Regions from separate parts of the Bombyx mori genome. Here region 2 is linked to region 1. A link is a contact called in public Hi-C data. All regions are on one chromosome and are shown on one strand. Each heading gives the region's core, a stretch centred on a gene start, on an enhancer-like site or on the middle of the called end of the contact. The rest is flanking DNA. Distances are from core to core; before and after follow the strand shown.

The links. A called contact is a pair of places that touch in the nucleus more often than the background predicts.
Region 2: a contact with region 1 is called in a Hi-C map of whole pupa, with 3 times the contacts expected there. The contact joins two enhancer-like sites. A contact is called at or near these places in 3 of 7 Hi-C or Micro-C datasets (middle silk gland and whole pupa).

Annotation. Positions count from the first base shown.
Region 1 is chr15:5,212,731-5,216,840 of ASM3026992v2, forward strand. All of the region lies in intron 4 of LOC101738176 (ras GTPase-activating protein raskol), which reads right to left. Among protein-coding and RNA genes, the nearest start is that of LOC134200270, 20 kb to the right of the region's middle. Within about 2 kb of position 2,816, at least 4 of the 8 cell types and tissues checked have open chromatin away from gene starts, as enhancers often do.
Region 2 is chr15:5,253,158-5,257,354 of ASM3026992v2, forward strand. The region is part of intron 4 of LOC101738176 (ras GTPase-activating protein raskol); the gene reads right to left. Among protein-coding and RNA genes, the nearest start is that of LOC134200270, 20 kb to the left of the region's middle. Within about 2 kb of position 2,559, at least 7 of the 8 cell types and tissues checked have open chromatin away from gene starts, as enhancers often do.

The DNA of each region.
Region 1 (4,110 bases), core at 1,566-4,065:
GGCTACTTACAACGCCATCTAGCGTCCAATGGCTTCCTTAAGTCGTATAGGTAACTTACTGATAGATGGCACTCTATTCGTATATTTTCAGCATGTGGTAACTTACCTGTAACAAAAATAAACGAAATAAATTTTAATAAAATACTAAAACAATTACATAATTGCAGTTTTGGATCGATTATTTATAATTTTAACACATTAATGGCAAATAATATCTGTTGTCACGATTGGTCCATTACTTCACAGATAAATGAAAAAAGTAATCGTGAACTTTTTTTTTAAACTAATTTAAGTTTATTTTATTTCAAAATATGAACGGCACAATTCATATATTTCTTACTTAAGTTATAAGGATATACTAGTGCTAGAAGGATAGCATGTAGCAGAAAAAAAAATGCGAACATAAATTATGGAACAATTATGTAGATTAGAGTGTAAGCTGCGCTATCAGCTGTGTAGCAATTTGCATGTAAACTATCACTTCCTGTGTGTGACATAGTTTTCAAATACTATACCGATAGCGAGCTGCGACCGTACTCTGCTATTAACTTAAAATGTAAATCAAATTAAAAAAGGTGTTTGTGAACACGCTGCTACGTTATTCAAATAATTAATACGTGAAGCAAAAACTTTGTATCCCTTTTTACGAAAATTGCGCGGACGGAGGAGTATGAAATTTTCCACTCTTATAGAGAATATAGAGAAGAAGTGCACAATGCTAATTTTTTTTTTAAATAATCCGTAAAAGATACATTAAATCAATAAAGAAAACATTACACACACTACATACCATTTTTTTGACGCACACACGCATGCATACTATTTATTGTCAAACTTTTGTTCTTGACGTCTGTGGTGTCAAATTGAGAATAGATTAAATATTGTTTGTCTTTGTTAATATTTTTTATAGTGTATTCTTGGCGAAATTTGTGATTATAGAAGTATAAAATACAATCATAATAGTGTACAAACTTACTATTAATTATAGTCGAATTTCGACTACTGCGGGACCTCTAGTTCAAATAAAACGTCATTATTTTTAAAATTTCAAACATAAATTGTATCAGGTTTTGAGGTTTGTATCCAGCTTACAATTTAGTTTAAAAAAAATACAAAAAAAATATTCACAAATCGCTTCACAAAATATTAACTACCAGTACATCAAAAACTGTTGAATGTTGCCAAGAACGTGGTATAAATAGTGGACTAGAGTGCAATGTCCGGGACAATTCACCACTCGTTTGATATGATAAAATTGGATAAACTCTGTCTACACACACAGCTGTATTTATATCAGGATTTTTTAAAAGAAATTTAACTATCATTCATACATTTTTAAAATCACTTTTAAGGTTTAACTTCGGATTTATTATTACGAGTATTATTAGTTTTTGTCGTCTGACATCTGAATGAAAATTGCTCTTACGGTTTAATCTCGCGTTTTTAATGTCATTATTATATTATTTCCGAAATTTTGTATACGTTACCTATATTTTACGTGGTCACGGTCCACGGCTAAAAACGATAAATAAAAAGTGAGATTAAACCGTAAAAGTAGTTTTAATTATGTATATCGTGAAAACCGTATTAAAGAAAGACTATTCACACTTTTGTTCAAAACTATGTAGTTACATATTGTAATTTAACGTTTCTTTAAACATTATTTTGATGAGCTCATGAATGATCTCACGCAAGACCGAACGAGTGCTCAGTCGAATGGAGTAAACGGTCTAATTGTCACAATTTACTTTATAATTGAACACGACACGCTACGCTGGACCGCATGGATAATCTACGGCAAAAGAAACTAACAGTAATCTATGAAAAGTAATCATTTGACGTGCATTCCAAATTATGATTTTACTACGGCACTCATAAAAAGAATTACAGAAAAATAACTAGAATTTAAGCATTAAGCGTTTGTGATTGAATAAAACCAGTTTTTCAATGCGATGGATCTTTTTTTTAAATTATATTTTTGATTGCTCTCAGGTAGGTATTTAGCCGACCTTAGTGAAAGTAGTCAGTGCCTACAACGATCACAATGCTTCGTTTGCGAATGATTTCAAGGTAAAAAATACGATAATTTGGATAATTGAGTCGACTATTATCAAAGCCGGCAATGTGACTTTTGGACAATTATTGGTAAATCAGAAAAACGAATTATTGACTTTGTATTCCATTGGCAGTCACAAAACTCTTCTGAACGACATCTTAGATAAATAACAGGTTAAGTATTAACCTTTATTTAATGCAGGTTTTGAACCGTATTCTTTGAAGGAGACGATTATATTCAAATCAATCTGTATTGACATATCATTAACATGTTTTTGTCCAAATGCACAGATTGCCAACTTTGATAATAGACGACTCAATTAAACGAAGAGCTTTGAGGCCTTTATATATCATCTTTTCGCATTAAAAGTGTACAATTTCCAAAAATATTCGAAATTGAGTTAATATGCGGAATCATTTGTTATCACCAGTATTTTTCACATAAATACTGTCAAAAGAGCGTAGTTCTTACTATAAAAGACGGATAATATAACTGGTAAAAAATAAAAAATAGATGTTACAAAGATGATTAATATTAAAAATATCACATGTTAAAGCTTTAAAACTCTCCTGTAAAATTAATAAGTTTTGAGATTATACAGTTTTAATGCGAGAAGACGATATGTGCCGGAACAAACTAGCACGGTATTCTTCTTATACACAGTCTTACTCGAATTTCGTGCGGAATGACAAAGAGCCCGAATGATATGCGCAGGACGTACAGACAGAACCCGGTTTGCTTCCGTTCGTAATGGACTACGCATACAAAAAACCAGCCCCCGACAAGATGCCAAGCTACCGATAATAACGATGTAGTAGATTGACAGTATTCACAGAAGTGCAATATGAGCGGATGACTGTAATTAACAAAACCTCTTGGTTCTATTGTTATTCTTTATTGTACAATTGAAACGACAATTACAATAAGCTTTTTTTTATTGCTTAGATGGGTGGACGATCTCACAGCCCACCTGGTGTTAAGTGGTTACTGAAGCCCATAGACATCTATGACGTAAATGTGCCACCCACCTTGAGATATAAGTTCTAAGGTCTCAAGTATAGTTACAACGGCTGCCCCATCCTTCAAACCGAAACGCATTACTGCTTTACGGCAGAAATAGGTGGGGTGGTGGTAACTACCCGCGCAAACTCAAAAGAGGTCCTACGACCAGTAAACAATACCACCAGTATTTTTTGCAAAATTCACACTTTAGTCCGATGTGGTGACCACGGAATACAGAGCATCTTTCTCCAGCACCACATCTCGAAAGGCATCAATGCGTTTACGGTCTCCAGCTTTTTATAATAAAATGTATAATTAGCATGTACCGATTCTTAAATCAAACAGCTGAACGATCAACCATAGGCCGAACAATAGGCCGGAAGCGGTAGGTAAAGGGGGCTTCGCATGCAGGAACACGGGAAGCGGACGCTTGCACAGGTGCGGTAAAGCCGTGACACGCTTTCGTACTGTTGTATACATGACGTGACTTAAATACTAAAACAGTTACACGACGTACCTAATTCAGATCCTAAATTTAATGAATATTTAATATTAATAAAACCTTTTTTTTATTGCCCTTAATTAAATATAAATTTCATTGCACCTACCACTGTTTACTCTGCCCTACATTCGGTTGACTGGAAGTCCGCCAATGTAAATTTTACATGAAGTATAATAAATAAATATTCTAAGCCGACGTCACAGAGCCCTAATTATACACGTATCACCCAAAACAACTAAAGAAAATAGCAAAAATAAACGATTACCATCGCTTTTGTATCTCGTATCTATAAGCAAACTGTGCAAGATATAATTCTCGTGTTCCGGTCTGACTCATAGCTCACAACATACATACCTATAACTAGAATCAATGTCAAGATCGGACTAACGATTTCTTATGTACATATCGCATGTAAATATTGAATGAGTATTATTAAGTAGCGCTTAACGCAAATTTGTATGTATTGAATGAATTGTGTGTATTGTGAATTACGTCAACAGTACCTACACAGTATTTTGCCTCAATGGAAAGCCAATTTAATACTTTTTTT
Region 2 (4,197 bases), core at 1,309-3,808, 40 kb after region 1:
TTCCAAGATACATTACAGTAGTTTTCATATTAACAGTAATGATTAAATTAGTGAGCAACGCTATGTATTTCCATTCCCAGGTAGGTAACGTGTTTAAATTTCACTTCACAAAAGACATGAAGATAAAGCCGAGATCTTTTGTACATTTTGTGAGCTTTGAAAGCTAGATGAACATACCCACCTGACGGTGAGTTACCGGAGCCCATAATCATCAACAACGTGAATGCCGCCACCCAAATTAAAGCAAGAGTTTTAGAGTTAGACCAGAGGTTTTATAGTACAACGGCCACAAAAACGCATCCTTCGAACCGAAATGCATTACTGCTTCACGGCAGAAATAGGCAGGATGGTAGTACCTATCCGGGCGGGCTCACAAGACGCCACCACCAATAAAACTTTGCAGCAGATATAGACAGACTACTGGTCTTTCTCGATATTATTATTAATTGCGAAAAAAAAAATGGAGTTCGAAGAAAAGGTAAGGAATACTCGAGAATATTACTACGAATTTATAATAAGATTTTTTTTAAATAAGATTTTTACAATGACTATTGTTATTGTTTCTCGCAATCTGACGAGGAAACGTACAAACTTGTTGTGCAAATGCGCAGTAATTAGCTAGAATTTACGTAAGCCCATGGAAACTGTGTCGTGGGAGGCATATTGTTTTGAACTCATATAAAGCTTCTACGATATTACATTTTACATTCATCCCATTGTTTCGTCTTATAATAACAACGCTGCCAAGCGACGATGTCCTTTACAGATTTTTGTAGATACAAAGGCAATTGTTTACCAAAATGGTAGTGTATTTACGAAAAATATTTTTTTATGGCGAGGCTGAGGACTGAGGAACAACAAAAATATCCCATGACGGACAATAATAATAACGGATAATCAAATATATGTCCGTATTTTCATTTGTTTTATACAGAGCTTCTGTTTGACCTTCTTTATAAATATTATTACGGTATAAATTGCTTACAATGATAAACTGAAGATTTGATATTATTGAATGGATTTAGATTATTTGATTTGATAGTATTAGATGTAGATTCAGTGCGATAAAACAAATGCTATGCTTAACATTCTCTCTATTCCTGGAGTAATAAAATTCAGATCTAAGTTCAAAAACAGCAACCTACCACAAAGGTAACGTCAACGTCAATGGGACGTTAAGATAAGCTCGACCTTATTTAGAGGGTCGGTTGCTTTTGATGCGGTCGGCATGTCAAACACAATAGCGTGAATCATATTGTGCTATTTTCCCACAATAATAGTGAAACAACACTATTGTATTTTTTTTTACATTTAGTTTCAAATTGTCCTCGTCCTCTCAAGGAGCAATTTCAAGTTATTGTGTTCACTGAATAAACCAATCGGTACGGATCGGCCCAGCACAATCAAGAGAGTTCCGATTTGAGAAAGGAGTGCGCCAGGGTTGCATCGTCTCGCCCATACTTTTTAACATCTATGGCGAATACATAATGCGCAAAACCCTAGAGGAGTGGGATGGTGGCGTCACAGTTGGGGGCGTAAAGATCTCGAACTTACGATACGCTGATGATACCACATTAGTGGCGTCATCAGAAGAGGAAATGGAGGAGCTGCTGCGACGTCTGGTTATAGTTAGCGAGGAAATGGGACTAAAGATCAACCAGTCCAAAACAAAGATCATGATCGTGGATAAATACGGCACCCTTAACGAGAATAATATTCTTGGCCAATACGACATCGTCAAGACTTTCGTGTACCTCGGCTCGATTATTTCCAATAGAGGTGGATCGGAAACCGAAATAAGGCGACGCATCGGAATGGCCAAATCCGCTATGAGCCAGCTAAACAAAATATGGAGAGATCGAAACATACTCAAGAAAACGAAAGTGCAAATTGTTGAGACGCTCGTTTTCTTAATCTTTTTGTATGGGGCTGAGACCTGGATCTTGAAAGAGTCTGACAGGCGACGCATAGACGCGTTTGAGATGTGGTGCTGGCGGCGCATGTTGCGCATCCCTTGGACGGCTTTCCGGACGAACGCTTCCATCCTCAACGAGCTAAAAGTTGACCAGAGGCTATCCACCAAATGTCTATATAGAGTGCTCCAATACTTTGGTCATATAGCAAGAAAACCCTCTGACAACCTGGAGAGACTCATAGTGACGGGTAAAGTGGATGGAAGACGATCCAGAGGTCGTAGCCGAAAAAGATGGAGTGACCAAGTGTCTGAGTGTCTGGACATGAGACTGAGCCACGCACTTCACTGTGCCACAGACCGACATAAGTGGCTACAAATTACAAAAAAAGGTCACAGGCGGGCGCATCACGATGCTCAGCAATGAGCGATCGACTGAAGGAGGAGGAGGAATAAACCAAGCTTTATGTTGTCAGGTATCGAAATAGTCAATTTCAAACATTGTGTTCTAAAACAAAGTAAACAATTTGTTATCCTTGTATTTTATAACTGGTTAGTATCTCTGAGCTGATTTATTTTGTCGTGAGTAGTTCAAAACGTACTTGTATGAAACGCCATCTATTATCGACTAGTAGTACTACTTACATGCTCGCAACGCGTCCAGAGATGGCGGTAGTGTCGCAGCATTACCTCCTTGCATCGACGCTAGGGCGGCGTAAGTTTCGTGTTCACATGTTAAAACCTCACTGTATTTTCTTTTTCTATGAATTATTGCTTTCCACATATTAAACTTTGGTTTCCTTTCCCTTTGGAGACTCATCACTTTATTTTTTATTCACATATCACAGATCCTTACATCAGTTTTTCATTGTTATTCTCAGGAGTACAAGTTTTCATGAGGTCTCTATTAGATAAATTGGCAAATAAGATCAAGTGTCAATTGAATGGATACAGACAATTGGTGTGTAAATCAACCGCCGTCACTAAATAAAGTGACAAGCAACTAACGGCCTTCATTGAGTATAGGGGTGTATCCCTCGACGACTTCTATCACTGCAAAATACATAAGTGCGACTAAGATTTAGAATAAATTATTTTTTATTGGAAAATCGGTAAATCTACTAATCAGATCAACTGAATTACAATATTAGAAATATCTATTTTCAACAATAAACACTAGCTTTTCCGACACACAATAAAGCATGCCAATGTAACTTTTAAATTGATATTTTGTTCAATAATCATTCGCCTATAACATTGTCGTAAAATGTATAATAGAACATGTTTAAAACTGTTATTTTGATAAACTTTTTAAATCATGGTCAGCGATCAAATAAGTCTTTCCATTACGTATATTCCATACATATATGGAAACTGGGTCGTCTAACAGTGAGTGACACTTGGAAGTCAGGTTATCGCTAAATTGAATAGGGAATATGTTTTCATTAGAAAAATTGATCGTTTTGAAGCAACTTCTCGAAAAATAAACTAGAAATAATTATTTTCGTATACCTAAAAAATTCTTACCCCTTAAAAAACATATTTGCCATGTTCCCAATTTCAAGACGTGAAACACTTTCGAGGGTATTTATTAGAGAGTATTCGAGAGACATTCTTCTGGTTAACATATCCAGGGATTTTCAGTATGGAATTGCTGAAGTCCATGGGCGACGGTAACCACTCACCATCAGGTGGGCCGTATGCTCGTCTGCCTCCAAGGGCAATAAAAAAAAAGTATCTACATTAGAAAAGAACGCCAAATTATCTGGTGAAATATTCGAATAAATAGACTGATTCAAGCGGTTATTTTCTGAATAATCAATAATACAATGAAAACACAACTCTTACATGAAAATCTCATAGATATATTACATGTATACAATACTAACTCTACCTTTAAACATAAAATCATTGATTGAAAGAAAAAATAAACGAAATATAGATTTTCATAGATAGATTTGCTCCGGGCACGAGTCTGAGTTGAGTCTTGAGTTTTAATATCAAGTAGAAATAACTACATATAAAGTTACATTTTATACGCAGTGTGCTTTTTTATTATATAAATATTTATTTAGTTTATTATTATTATTAGTTATTACTGTTGTAAGTCCCATACACATCGCAACTTGAATGCCACTATCCGCTTTAACACGTGAGGTCAAATACAGAAGTGTTTAACTGCTGTCCTACCCTTCAAACCACGAGCATGGCATAAATAGGCAATAGGTAATGAATAATACAGCACCCGTAATTATAAGTTAATTCCTACCATCACCAATTACGCA